Linked DNA regions of Sus scrofa: regions 2 and 3 are each linked to region 1. Evidence: chromatin contacts called from public Hi-C and HiChIP or PLAC-seq data. All regions are on one chromosome and are shown on one strand. Each heading gives the region's core, a stretch centred on a gene start, on an enhancer-like site or on the middle of the called end of the contact. The rest is flanking DNA. Distances are from core to core; before and after follow the strand shown. Region 1 holds the start of PPP1R37 (protein phosphatase 1 regulatory subunit 37). Region 2 holds the start of FOSB (protein fosB). Region 3 holds the start of PPP1R13L (relA-associated inhibitor).

Evidence for each region. Hi-C and Micro-C count contacts between places; a contact is called where the count stands out from the background. HiChIP or PLAC-seq counts read pairs in DNA pulled down with a chosen protein or histone mark.
Region 2: a contact with region 1 is called in a Hi-C map of heart right ventricle, with 2.2 times the contacts expected there. The contact joins the promoter of FOSB here to the promoter of PPP1R37 in region 1. A contact is called at or near these places in 1 of 47 Hi-C or Micro-C datasets (heart right ventricle) and 1 of 2 datasets of contacts at active chromatin or transcription factors (alveolar macrophages).
Region 3: a contact with region 1 is called in an H3K27ac HiChIP or PLAC-seq map of alveolar macrophages. The contact joins the promoter of PPP1R13L here to the promoter of PPP1R37 in region 1. A contact is called at or near these places in 1 of 47 Hi-C or Micro-C datasets (heart right ventricle) and 1 of 2 datasets of contacts at active chromatin or transcription factors (alveolar macrophages).

What each region holds. Positions count from the first base shown.
Region 1 is chr6:51,520,357-51,525,137 of Sscrofa11.1, reverse strand. PPP1R37 (protein phosphatase 1 regulatory subunit 37) reads right to left here and starts at 2,180. Exons shown (of 14, transcript XM_021094533.1): 1 at 1,637-2,180. The coding sequence starts at 1,838. It overlaps GEMIN7 (gem-associated protein 7), which reads right to left. Exons shown (of 5, transcript XR_002344688.1): 5 at 4,159-4,781.
Region 2 is chr6:51,834,434-51,839,214 of Sscrofa11.1, reverse strand. FOSB (protein fosB) reads right to left here and starts at 2,435. Exons shown (of 5, transcript XM_021094557.1): 1 at 813-2,435. The coding sequence starts at 938.
Region 3 is chr6:51,777,259-51,782,039 of Sscrofa11.1, reverse strand. PPP1R13L (relA-associated inhibitor) reads left to right here and starts at 2,138. Exons shown (of 15, transcript XM_021094555.1): 1 at 2,138-2,443. It overlaps CD3EAP (DNA-directed RNA polymerase I subunit RPA34), which reads right to left and starts at 1,331. Exons shown (of 3, transcript XM_013991968.2): 1 at 621-1,331; 2 at 120-261. The coding sequence starts at 642.

The DNA of each region.
Region 1 (4,781 bases), core at 931-3,430:
TACGGAGTCCTCGCTGAAGCCCCGTGGCGTGGGTATTCCCACCGACACTTGGGAAAACTGGGGCTCCGAGGAGTTAAATAACCCGTCTGAGGTCAGGCAGTGGGTAAATGGGAGTCAGGATTCGAAGCAGAGCCCTGCTCTGCCTCTCCGGCTCTGAACTCCCTGGACTGGATACCACGCTACCACCAGGGCCGACTCCAACTCTTCCCTTCTTCAGACCCACTTCTCCAAGCCCTCCAACCCCAAAGTGACCACCTATCCCCCTTCAGACCCACTCCTCCAAGCCCTCCCCCGATCCCACCTATCCCCGGGGCGAGAGCACAGGGGCTTGGCTGGCTCCCAAAGCCAAGAACTTGAAATCGCCCTCCGCCTCTTTGACAACTGGCCAAGATGCCATTTATGGAGGCTCCGCGTGTGTTCAGCTTCCAGTTACCACATTTCCCACTCTCGCATCAAAGCCACCAATTCCTCCACTGCCCACAGACTAGCAACGGTTCCTCCTCTCTCCCCACGGCCAACAGACTGACTTGTGGAGAGTCACACAGCCAGGCCAATCCCTCTCTTGGTGGGCTCCATCCCAGAAGGCGGACACACCTCTCCAGGACTCGATACTGCCAGTCGTCTCTGGAGCGACTGTCCACCTTCCCAGCCCAACGGATAAAACACACCCCTCCAACTGTCCTTTCAGTCCCAACACTGAGTTGACCTTCCCCAGAGGACTTATAACCCAGGCACTCACTCTCTCTCTCTCCCAACATCTCAAGCCACCAAACTTCTTCAACCCTCTCACCTTCTACTGACCGGCATCTCCCATTCCCCAACTCTTTCTCAAGAGGGAAGAGAAAAAAGGAAAGGAAAAAAAAAAAAAAAAAAAAAAAGATCCTTCTAGAGCCAGGCTCCAAAGTTTCTCAGTTCCTGAATGACTGACAATGTTCTGCTTCCCTTTTTTGGGAGAGGAAGAGGAGGCAGGCAGTAACTTTTTCTTCCTAATGCCAAGATCCAAAACACCTCCTCTGACTATCTCTCACCCACCTCCCACCCCAAATTGACCAGCAACTCAGCTCCTTTATTTACTTCTCAGGAAGCTTATTTACCTTGATTCCCTCTTCTCAACCCCCAGATTTACTAACTCCTCTACAACCATAGGCCAGGTTTATTCCTCTTCCTCCTTTCACCCAAGGAAGGGAGCAACAAGACCACCCCTTGCCCTGAGGCTTGCAGGCCAGCGATTTAACCTCTTTCCATCCCCATGGGCCCATCAAACTCCTTCAACGCCCATGTTGACCCACTCTCCCTCCTCTAGCTGCTCTATCCTCCTTCGAGGGAACTACGAACTCAAAGCCCTCCTAATTTTCCATGCCACCAAACTTTCTTCCCTTGCTCACAGTTTTAATTCCTAAAACGATCGCCTTCAGCGTCCCTTGGAGTGGGGACGTGGGGAACAGGTATAAACCAGCTACTTCTCACCTTCCCAACCCAAGAGCCACCTCCTCTCTAACACCCTCCAGCTCTAAACTGACAACTCTCTCCTTAAACCGTCATTAGGTGCAACTTATTGAGCTCCACCTCTGTGCTGGGCGCTGCACCGACACCCAGGTCCCCCACCAGCCCGCCCCCGCGCCCCAGCCCTAGCTACCGTGTCTCCAGGGGTCTTTGGGTTCCACAGCTCCGGACACGATATCTTCGTCGGAGGGGAATGTGACGCGTTTGGCCGCAGCCTTGAGGCGCCCGTCGGCCGGGGGCGACGCGGGGCTGGGAGACCGGGCCTCGGCGGGGGCCTCCTCGGTTTCGCCGTCCGCGCCCGGCCCGGGCGGCGCCTCTTGCGGCGGGATCTCCATCGCCGCCACCTCCTCACGGGGGCCCCGGGGACATGCCCCGGGCCCCGGACTTGTCTCTCCGGACCCTCCCGCCGTCCCGGGGCATGGGCTCCGCCACTGCTTCAGGCGCCGCCTCCGTCCGCTCTCCTGGTCGTCGTAGTCGTCGCCGCCGGCAGCTCCGGCGCACCTCCCCCGAGCCCCGTGCGCGCCTGCTCGTTCGCAGCCGCACTTTCGTTAAGGGCCTGTGAACCCGTCTCGTATTCAGAAAAGCAGAAAATCACTTCAAGCTGTTTTCAGGTAGAGCTGTCTAGTGGGTTGTTTAAAGGGCAAACAAAAGGCAGAAAGGGCCACAGGAAAAAGAAGCGTGAGCGGTGAATCTGCAGAGCCGGAACTGCAGAGCGGGGGGGCGGGGCGAGGTGGACGCCGTCTCCCAGAGCAGCGCGCAAGCGCGAACCCGAGCCGCCCCCTCCCGCCCCCCGCGGGCCTCTCTCGTCACGAGCTCAGGCAACCGAGAAGGGAACGGAGTAGATAGAAAGAAAAGCCATCTGCTTGGTGGGGCTGGGCCAACCGATAAGGAGAGAAGGGGTGGAGAACTTGAAAGGAAAGGCGATAGGAACTGTGTTAATATATGAGTACAGGTTGTGGATGCTGACAGAAAGATCCTCTGCCTGGGGACAAGCCCGTCGCCACTTGCTAGTCTCTAGCCTTCTGTTTGCAGACTACAGTTTCAATAATAACTCTGTATTTGGATAGCGTTGTATAAAATACAATTTAAATTTAAAAACTAAGCGTTTCCTTGTGGCTTAGCGGGTTAAAGATCCCGAGTTGTCACTGCAGCGGCTTGGGTCACTGCTGTGGCACTGGCTCGATCCCTGGCCCAGGGAATTCCACATGCCTGTGCGGGTGCGGCCAAAATAAGAAAAAAATAAATTTAAAAACTAAAATATGAGCCACACTAAAATATTACAGCTCTGATTTAATTTTTTTAAAAACTAGACCAAAGAAGAAATGCCAAAAGCAAGGGGCGAATCTGCCACCCAAACTACCAGGCGATGGACCAGGTAGATTACTGAGCCAGTAGCAAACTAGCACGAACTCAAGCCACCCCCACACAAGTGCTCATCCAGGCGCTTAATATTCGCTCTCGCACTTTCGTCATGCTCTGCCAGCCTTTCCAGCCGCGGGGAGGGGTGGGTGGGCGGGGCTAAAACCAAAAAAGGGGACAAGAGGAGGAGCAAGCGACTCGTTGCCAAGGCAACTTGAAACCCTGGCCCAGGAATCGCCAGAGGTAGCGTTGTGAATGGACAAATGGGAGTTTAAGTTCTCCACGTGCTCCATTCAGCTTCACCACTGAAGACAGACAAAGCGAATCTCCTCTATATTTAATGGAACCTTCCCTTACATTTTTTCCTTTTGGCCACGCCTAAAGTTCTGGGCCAGGAATCCATCCCATACCACACCCGAGCCGCTGCAGCGACAACCGGGACCCTCAGCCCATTGAGTTACCAGCGAATCCCTTCACTTACATGTTTAAATTGATGTGACTATAAAGAGGGTAGAAATTACTTTTTTAAAGTAAATCTGCTGAGGAGTTCCCATCGTGGCTCAGTGGCTAACGAATCCGACTAGTATCCAAGAGGTTGCGGGTGTGATCCCTGGCCTCGCTCAGTGGGTTAAGGATCTGGCCTTGCCATGAGCGGTGGTGTGGGTCGCAGACACGGCTTGGATCCTGCGTGGCTGTGGCTCTGGCGTAGGCCAGCAGCTACAGCTCCGATTAGACCCCTAACCTGGGAACCTCCATATGCCGTGGAAGAGCCCTAGAAAAGGCAAAAAGACAAAATAAATAAATAAACCTGCTGGAAGACTACTAAGTAACGGGGCTAAGCTAAGCAAGTGATGAGGCCTGCCATGCCACACAGCTGGGGCAAAATGAAGAGGGGGCGAAGTTTCACCCTAACCCATAACCCCTCTGCTTTTCCTCAGTGGCGCCACCACACACGGTCCGACCAGTCCGCAGGGACTGGGAAGAGAATGGGCCTACCCAGAAGCCAGGCAATAGGAGGAGTGCTTGTGAGTGACCATGTGACTCAATGTGAGCCTTACCCCTGTCCATCCCCACCTACCTGAAAGAGAAATCAAATCCAAATCTCCCAAACCGGGCATCTGGTTCTCTCTAGCCATTCCCAGAGACTAGGAGAGTCCAATCCTCCCATTCCCTTGATGCGCCCTCCCCGTCCTGGCCCAGCTCCACTGGGCTCAGCTCCTGGATAACCACCCTTCCACTCCCCAAATCTGGCTTCGTCCCTGCAGGTTACATTAAAAAACAACAATAACAACAAACAAAAGAAAACCAGAGGCATATTTTCCTGGGATAATTGGCTCTTTGGTGGGAGGGTAGTACTGGGGGGTATGTCCAAGGGGGTTGAACTGTGCAGCCTCTTCAACAGACATTTCCCACGAGGCAATCTGCCTTCCTTTACTCCCTCACCCCCGCCGCCCCAAGTCTTCAGGAACGGGTGACAGGCCCATATACCTGCAGCCTTTAGAGTTCTGTGAGGTAGAGCATTCCTTCCAACAGGATCTAAGACTCCTGGGATGCAGAATTTTACTGACTACACCCTGGAGGTCTTAAGAAGCCAGGGCTGCTTGGAGCTTGGCTCAAAATTCCAAGAGAATTCAGAACTCTATGGCCCAAAGGTCCCAGCTCGTGAGCAAATGGAGGCCAGGGAGACGGCAGCTACACCCCAGGCAGAAAGATGAGACGATACCAACTTCACAGCTTGAAGGCGTATGCGATAATGTCACTACACCGGAGCAGCGCCTCAGCCTGTACACCGATCGGGGTCTGCAGCTGCGACACATAGAAGTTGGCCACGTCCAGGTCCGTAGCTCCGAAGTGGGCAGTCACCTGCACGCCCTCGTGCAGCGTGAAGCTCACCTGGCGACCCACCATGGCCAGCAGGC
Region 2 (4,781 bases), core at 1,186-3,685, 310 kb before region 1:
AGGAATCCCCTCGCTCTGCCTCTAGAGGCCCGTAAAAGAGTCTCTGGCGCCGAAGCACCACGGGTTCCGGGGACGAACTGGGGGAAGGAAACTGTACCCTACAAATAGGAAGGGAAAGTTGATTGGTCAAAGGACGCGCCGCAGCGGCCAATCGGAACGCCGGGCTGCCCCCTCCCTTAGCAACGTGGCCTGGCGTTCCAAAATAGAACGCGCCCGGGACGTCAGGGGCGGGGCGGACGAAGGGGGCGCCACGCGCCGTGCGTGCCCCGCGTCAGACGGAGGATTCCAGCGCGTCAGCCGTTACGCACGGGTCCCCCGTTACGTCTCCGCGCAGGAGGCGGAGGCAGCGCCACCGAGGTTTTGCGGCCCGCCTTCCCGCTGGGTCGAGGGTGACCCGGCGCCAGAGTAGGCGCTCGGATGGAGGAGGAAAAGGAAGGAGGCTACTGGAAGCTTCTCCGGGATTTCCCCCACCTGCCTGACCGCGCTAGCTTCAGGTTGGTGATGGAGTGGGGGGCAGCCCCGAAGCCGGCTAAAAGTTCTCAGCCCTGCTACCGCAAACACGTTGCACTGAACATTGCACTCTCCCCACCCCCAAAGCTTACCCCTCTGTATTCCCTTCCTACGCTCCACGCACACAACCAATTGCAAGTCCGGACTCTGCAGTTTGCAGAGTGCTCCGCGAAGCTATTCCCTCTCCGATCTTAGGTTTTGACGCGTCCTTATCTGGGGAAAGGGAATTGATTGCCCCCTCCACCCTTGACTTCAAAAAATTTGTAAACCACAAAGCAGCACCTCAGCCCTCCAGAACTTACCTGAGAGGCGGCGGCGGTGGGTGGACTGCCGAAGGAGTCCACCGAAGACAGATACTGAGACTCGGCGGAGGGTGAAGAGCTGCACCGGGAGCCGGAGTCGTAGTCTCCGGGGAAAGCTTGAAACATTTCCCTGGGCACAGGGGGGCCCCTGTGACCACGCTGAGGTCGCCGGGAAGCCAAGGCTATGGCCGGGTGGGGGAAGAAAGGTGCGAGTCCGGGGTGAGCCGAGCGCGTCCCCCAAGTGCGCTGTCCGGGGAAACTCGAGGTGAGAGCAGCGTCCCGCTCCAACAATGGCAAAGTTTCTGTGTAATTCCTTTGCGGTGCCCAGGCCCCCACAAGATGCCGCTGTGCCTCCTGAAAGTCCCGGCTCCGTAGGACCAAGGGGCGATGGGGGATCGCTCCCCCAGGGGTGGAAAGCTCAGTCCTGCTGTACAGAATCTGCTTCGGGAGTGGTCCCCTCCACGCGTCCGGCGGGTCCCACAAGGGGGAAGGGAGTAATAAAGAAGACGAAAAAAAGTAAGTAGATCCTCCAAAAGAAAATGTAGAATTATCTAGAAGAAGCCGTCCAAAAACTTTCCGGAAAAAAAATAATAAAGCGAATTTCACAGCCCCCAAGAAGAAGAACCACAACAATCAAGTCCCAGCTCCGTGTGTCCCTGCCTTGGCCGTAGCTCTCAGTCTTATGAATGAAGCCCAGAGCAGCCTGTATTTATATGCCCGGGGCCCGGCCCTCTGCTTACGTCACCTGTCCGGCACTTCACAAACTTCTCAATATCTCCGGCCCTGGGAGCCGAGCCCCGCACCGACCGGTAAGAGGTCTGCCCTAACTTCGATCTGATCACCTGTATCACCCTTGTTGCCCTGGGGGTCTTGGGGGCTGCGTTCTGGAGCACTCGGCGGGAGGGGATCCCGGCCTGGTCTCCCCAAAGTTCCTGTGACGCAATTAGCCATATAAGGAGCTCGGCGCGAGAGGCTGAGTGTTTGTTTGGTATCCTAGCAATTACGTCAGAGGGAATCCCTCGCTAGCTCGCGCTCGCCTCGCGCGCCTGCGGAACCCGCCCGCGCCTGCGCAGTGCGGCGCCGCCCTGGGGGCTGGTATTAATAGGCTATTAAGCTGGTCCTGGGTAGGACCCCGGCGGAGAAGACCCCAGACCCCAGCTGGGGGGCGGAGGTCCCCTTTCACTTCTGGCTGCCGCTCCCACTTGTGGTGGTGCGGCGCCCTCTCTCGGGAGGAAGGTCGGCTCTTTAAAGGGAGACCCAGGCTAGTGTCGTGTGGTCACATAGGCGGAGAAACTGAGTCCAGAGCTGAGAGGGAGGAGCTGTGATGCTCCAGGTGAAAGTGGAGGTGGGAGTGGAGTCCCGAGGCTCCTACCAGCTTGTGCCCCGACTGGTTGTTCGCGCTTGAAAAATGGATTTCCTTTCGGAGCTTCAGCTTCACTTTTCCCAGAGTGGGGGGCAAAGGATGTGTGTCTTGGACCCTGCCGCCAGTCCCGCCCCGCCAAGGTTCAGCATTTGGGAGATACGCGAGTTTGGAGGGGATGGGTAATGAAACTCAGGGCGAAGTGTCCCTGCTGCTGATGGTGTGATTAATCTCTCCTTTCTGCTTTATAATCCTGTCTGCAATCAGAAAGAATGGGGGGGCATAATAAATAATAGTAGTCATGATGCTAATAGGTGCCATGAATTACCAAACCAGCTCTGTATTAAGCCTTTCAATACAATATTTACAGTTCTTAAAACAGCTTTGCATGGGTAAGAGAAGAAAATCCTCATTTTATAAAAGAGAAAATGATAGAGAAGTTGCAGCTTGCCCAAGATCCCATCGCAAGAAATGCAAACCCAGAATTCCTATTCTCTTTCTGAGTTCTGAGAACTGCCTGGTTCAGTGAAACGCCCTGAAAAAAGCCTGGGTGTTGGGATTGTTTGAGTAACAGCTTCTACTGATAGAAGTTACAAGTCTTGCAAACCTACCCCTGTCCGCTCACAGTGTACACTGTTATAACGCAGGCTTAGAGGGGCAAATTGCTTACCTGGCCACCCAGTTTGGAAATGGGTTCAAGAGTCTAATTAGGGTATTTCAGACACCACAGCCTCCATCTCTTAGGCACCCGCCTGTACAGATCTCACCAGCTGCTTCATAAACCTGGGTTCCTGGCACTCCCCTCTCAGGGCACAGAGGGAGAAGCACTTTAAAACTGTGGAATTCCCACAGGCCCAGAGATGGGGAGGACCTGCCTCATCATCACATAGCAGGTCTGAAGCGGAGCAAGAGGGCTTGGGTGGTTCCTGACTCCTAGGACGTTTCGATTCCCTGTCCCAGTAGTGGGGAGGGGGGAGGGGGCTGCGGAAGGCCAAAGGGGCATGGGGGCAGCACAGGGAGGTTGAGTTTTCCAGACAAAAGCCCAGCCTCAAACACCTTGTTCCTCCACGCCCCCTCTGTCTGTCACCAGTCTGGGAGTAGGGACAGGGACGAGGAGATGACACAGCAACCACCAGCAGGCAGTGACTCGGCCCCAGCATCAGACAGGGAGTGACCCCTCGTTCCTGTGCCATCCAAGCCCCTCATCTCCTCTCCCACGGAATAAGGGAGACACACCAGTACCTACCCTGGCCGCCCGGAGGCCTTCACACCCTGGCCCAGGTGGCCCCTGCATCCCCACAGCAGCCAGCACGTACTCACAGGGTCACACCCAGGCATTCAGACATTCACCTCCAGGCAGCAACACACACACGGCCACATGGAGAAACAGATTCCACACACACACGCACACACACACCTTCATGTGGTTCCCAACACATGTGACACTATCCTCACTACAGATGCACATGGGTGCTCTTCATACACAATTACAAGAGTTAGTTCTTCCGAGCACTCATATTAACTTATTTAATTCTCACAACACTACTCTGAAGTAGGAACTATCATTTTTCAGGCAAGGAAACGGAGACCCAGAGAGGTGAAGTCACTTGCCTAGAGTCACACAGCAAATTAGTGGTGGAGCTGGGATAAAAATGTAGCCTATGGGGCTTAAGAGCCCATGCTTTTAATTATTGTTTAGTAAGTTATGAGAGTTCCTGTTGTGGCTCAGTGGGTTATGAACCCAACTAGTATCCATGAGGATGCAGGTTCGATCCTTGGCCTTGCTCAGCAGGTTAAGGATCCCGAGTTGCCCTGAGCTGTGGTGTAGGTCACAGACACTGCTCAGATTCCATGTTGCCATGACTGTGGCATAAGCTGGCAGCTCTGCTCCTATTCTCTGACTCGACCCCTAGCCTGGGAACTTCCATATGCTGCGTATGTGGCCCTAAAAAGACTAAATACATAAATAAGTAAAATCAGTTACATATGTCAATACATTCACATGCAGATGGTCACATTCATACGGACACTGGGCATTCACCGCCCCCGCCAAACAGGCAGACCCAGAATCTAGGTGGCCTGGCCTTATGTGCTGGCCCCACCACTTAGTAGTTGGGTGAACTTGAGCTAGTCCTGTCTGGAGATTCAGTTTCCTTGTCTGGGAAAGGAGAGCGGGCATAGTGCCCAACTCATGGAGTTGGTGAAGCATTATGTGAAGTAACGCTCCTGGGACGTGCCTGGCACATCGTAGAGGTTTGTTTGGTTTTTAAAGCAAAGCCACCCTGACCTTTGCAGATGTAGACCTTCTAACATGTCACCTGACACAGAGCTACATAGGATCACATTATAGCTTTCGTGGGTCCTGGGCACTCTTGCCTTTGTGGGCCTCTTTCTCCATAAAGACATCTTTAAAATTACTTTTCATCACTTTGTTGGTATTAAAAAATATCCTATAGTCTAACATTTTATTTGACCCAGAAGTTCAGTTTTTCTTTGATTTTAAGAGATTAGGAGTTCTTGCTGTGGCGTGGTTCACAGCTGTGGCTGGAATTCACTCATTGGCCTGGGAACTTCCATATGCCACAGATTCAGCCAAAAAATAAAATAAA
Region 3 (4,781 bases), core at 889-3,388, 260 kb before region 1:
GGAGACAGGTGCGCAGAAGCAACATTTCTAGGTGCCCCAGGAAAGCCCTTCTAAGTTTCCCCCCAACTTCAGCCACTGGGGCGGGGAGGATTGCCGGGAGGTGGCACAGGACCTCTTACCAGTCCGGGGTGAAGTCCGCAGGAGCCTGGATAAGCCACAGTTCTGTATCAGGGCCCGTCAACGCCTCCAAAGAGAAACGAGTATGCTCTGAGGCTAGGGGCGTCGCAATAAAATTGGGGGGACAAGAAAACCGAGCAGCATCTGCATAAGGGGAAACGGGGGGAGGGGGTGTGTTGACACGCAACTGTCGGTCCCAAATTCCAGGGCGCCTATGGGTCAATCATTTTCAACTTCTTGAGCTCCCCAATCCGCTCACCTCAGAGGTTCCCCTATTTCCACCGACCTAACCCTAGTTCTCGCCACCGGTATTATTCCCCCCACCCCCGCAAAGATACCCTCCCTTTATCTAAATTTCCCCGCGCCCACCATCCCCTGAGGGGTATATTCTCCGCAGGTCCTGTCTCCGAGGATGTCCCTTTTTCCGTCCGAAGACTCAAGGGCGCCCCTTTTTCCTCCCGCCAGCCAACTCTGACCTCTCGGCCCGCCAAGAAGCAACTCACCACTGGACGGGACCGCCGCCATCCCGGAACCCACGCCTCACGTAGACCTAGCATCCAGAGTCACTCAGGCCCCGCCGCCGACCACGTGGAACCGAGGGGGGTGGGACCTTATCTGGGAGCGTCCATGTGGCACAGGAACGCGGGAGGTGTCGCTCGGAGCCCTTCTCGCTCTATAAGCAAAACTGCGGGAAATTTCCACTTGTGCATAGCAGACAAGCGAGAAAACGTCTTTTACCGAAATTCCGCTCCAAAAACAGCTGATTCGCTGTTGGACGGGAGTTAGAGCATTGCCAGGTCCCGGAGGGCGTCCTCCTAGTCTCTCAGCCATGAATTGCTCTAACGTCGTCTTAAAGGGGCAGCCACATTGAGAAGCCCTAACTCTTAAAGAGACAGGAAGATCGATTGGTCTGAAATTCTGAAGAGACAGGTAAGCGTCTAGGTCGGCAGGACTCTGTCCTCAGAGTTACAATTCCTTCGAGGAAAGCCCAGATACCTCGGAAGTTCAGAACTTGAATGGGAGATAGGGGGAAATGGTGTAATGCGGTAATTCCTCCCATGGGCTTTAGGTACCAGACAGGGGCGGAGCTTCTGGGCTCGGAGGGAGCGGGAAACGTAGGGGGAGGAGCCTGTGGGTCCCGGGGCAGAGCCTCCGGACTCCAAAGCTGGACACGCGTGGGGCGGTGCGACTAAGGGGTGGGGTTGTGGACCAAAAGAGACAGGCAGATGCCCTCGAGGGTTTAGTCTCGTGTGTGAGAGACATTCCCAAAGGCTTTGAGGAAGGGAGAGGGAGTACGTGTCCTGACCAGCGCCCCTTCCTGGCCCCGGGGCGCGTGTAAACAGCGGCACGTGGACTCAGATTTGGGGGACGCGTCCACACTCCTTATCACAGGAACCGCAGCGCCTGGGACGATGGGCGGAGCCGTGGGACCATGGCTAGATACGGTGACCCGACAGCATTCCTGACCGGTGTGTCAGAGCTGATTCCCACCCCCTCTGCCGAGATTTCGGATCCTGTTTAGAATTGGGGCGCCCACCTTGTTAGGGTGCCAGCGGCTTCCCAGAGCGAAAGGAGAGTAGGGGAAAGAAGAAGCCGCGCTGCCTTCTCGGGGGATTGCCAGACAGTTCTCTCGCGTGGGCGAGACACCGGGACGCCGCCCCAGTGGGCTCCTGAACTACAGTTCCCAGAGGACGCGAGGCTGTAGGCGCCCGGTGTTGGTCGCGGAAGCTGCTGGGAATTGTAGTCCCAGCCTCCGACTTTGGGCTCTGTTGCTAGGAAATTCAGTAAAGATCCAAACCACTCTTTTTACCGACGGGGAGATTGACGCTCAGGACCCGAGGGGATAGGGATTTTAACGAGGCCCTATTCTCGCCTTGGGGTGTGGTATGTGAGTCTCCACCAGCCTCTATAGCCTTCTGCCTCCTTGGTGGCATCCGAAACTTCATTCAAGCAGGAAACAGCCTGGAGGAGTGAGGCAGAAACTCAAGTGTCCATCTCCTGCAGCCACAGCGAGGTAGGAGTCTGGACTCTATCTACATAACCTGGTGGCCCTCGGCCTTTGGACCTCCCCCTTCCCGCCTGTGAAATGGACTTTGGGTGAATCCAAAAAGGAACGTCCCCGTCTACGTCCTCCCCCTCTGGGACTACAAGTCCCAAGGTGCTCAAGGCGACTCCCTCTCCCCATCCCCTCCGGGACCCGCCTCCCTCCCGTCGGAGTCACGTCGTCTAACCTGTTCCCGGCGCCTGCCCCGCCCCGTCCTCCGCTCCCCACAGCCGGAGCCGGAGCCGGAGGAAGCCCCCCAGTGCCAAGATCTGCCCCGGATCCGTGAGTTACACCCCATTGGGCTTCAGCAGCTCTGGAGGAGCCCGACACTCGCGTCCCTGGGAGGATTGGGAGGAAACTCGGACCCCGGGTCCCAGGGCGGAATTAGGGGTGCGCAGATACCAGGGACTTTAGAAGGATAGAACTCAAATGCCTGATTTACTGGGCAGAAGGCAAAGGGGCTTGGATGCCTGAGTTCTTAGAATGGAGGGTTTGGACGCCTTATTCCAGGGGAGACGTTCCAACTGAGGGCTCTCAGAAGCCTGAGTCCTTAAGTAGAAGTGGGGTATCGGAGCTCTTGGGCAGAAATGGGAGGTTCAGACTGCTGGAGCTCTGGAATGGGCGGCCATCCCTGCCACCTGTCAGTTGCCGTCTCTACCCAGTCTTCAAGGTCCCCGAGCAGAATTAGGGATGGGGTGGGAAGGGTGGAACCCTGGTTCCTGAAATGAAGCAGAGCAAACACATTCTGGAGGCTGTGTTCCTGGTGTTCCCCCCACTTTCTGGCTCTGGGGTGGGAGCCGAGGGGGTGGGGACTGGGGGGGTGGTAGGGAACAGGGCAGGTCTCCAATCTCCTCTGTGCCCCTGCGTGATCCCCAACATGTCATTAACCGGGGCGTCAAACCTGCCTAACCAGAGGAGGGAGCTCCGCCCCAGGGCGCCCCCTGGCGGGAGCGGAGCCCCCCCATTGCCCCACGAAGGTGGGACATATCTGGGGTTTGTAAAGGGCATTCTGGAACCCAGGGCGGAATTCCAGAAGGTGGGGTTGGATTCTGAGAGGCTTGCGTGGCTGGGTACAATATAGCCATTATACAGGAAGGACGGGGGTAAACTGAGGCTTAGAGGTCACACTGGCAGCAGAGTCATGGATCAGGATTTTCCCTCCCCCTCCCTCAGCTGCTCTTTGGGCCCCTGGATTCCATCCACTCCCACCGGATTTTCTGACTAACGTCTCTCCTAGGGCTCCTGGCTGCGACCCTGAGGTGAGAAATGTCACCTCCACCCCCATCTGTCTGACCTGAGCTAGTGTGGGAGATAAGGGAGAATAGAGGCTAATTCTGGAGGTGTGTGTGTCTGTCCTTGAAGCTGAGGGAGGCCAGGGCTCCCCCTTCTCTCCACCCCCAAGCATCATGTGAGAGGATTAGATGAGGGGGCGGGGGAGGCAGGGGGTTCTGATGTGAGAGGGCAGAACTTCCTAATGTCTGGGCTTGAAGGGCATTTGGCGATACCCTGAGATGAAATTAAAAATAATAACTGTGGCTGCCAAGACAGAGCTCACAGCATGCCAGGCTCAGGGCTGGCAGGTAGAAGAATCCTTCCCATTGGCTACAGACATCTCAGGCAACTGCCCCTGGTCTCGCTTCCAATGGGGTTTGCCGAGCCTACCGAGCCCACTGCCCTGTCCAGTGGGGAAGCTGAGGCCAGAATGCGGGCACAGCCCACACCCTGAACTTTTGCCACCTTCCGCCTGGCATCCTCCAGGGATTCCTATGCCCTGGAATAGGCCAGACCTCAGGAAGGCACAGGGAGAAATTTAGGGCTCTGAGACCCAAGAACTGAAGTCAAGACTCCGCAGGTCAAAGCTCAGGGCTTTCAGAATTTCAGAAAGATATGAAAGGGCCCTTTTGTAGGAAAAACAATTACTTTGGGTCTTGAGCCCTCCGTCTGTTCCAGGCCTGGAAATTAGGGCTCTTACACAGGTGAGCTTTCCTTCGTGCCCTGCACTCTTCTAAACTCTACACCGGAATTATGTCCTCCAAACCTCACACTTCTTTGAAGTGAAGGTATTAATTCCCGCATTATACATCCAAGGAAACGGAGGCACAGAGAAGCTGAATAACTAGCCCAAGGTGAAGATTTAAGGCAGCGGAAGGCCCTAGCCCATTCCACAGAGTGTCTCCGAGGGGGAAGCCGCGTTCCAGAGAGGGCGGGGCCTCTGCCGGCGGCTGTCTGTGCGGATAGAGCCGGTGGATCCCCACCTGGGTATTCCCAGCCCAGCCTGGTCTTCTGACTCGGTTCCTCCTGAGGCTGATTCCTCCAGAAAGTACCCCCCACACACACGCCCACACCCCGATTTTTAACCCCAAAGAACCCGGCCTGGGTGCAGAATGCCAGGGAAGGAGATCTATGGGCGGAGGGGATCCGGGGGTGGAGGGCAGGAGTCTGGAGGAGAGGCGCGGCCCGCGCCACCCTCGCGCCCCGCCCGGCCCCCATTACCCTGCCTTGGGAGGTTCGGCACCTGCCTGGGCCCGCCGCGCATTCCCGGGGTCTGAGCTCAGGCGCGGTCTGCCCGCCGGGCGGGAGTCGGGCCGTGACCTGGAGCGCCCCCTGGTGGTCCAGACGC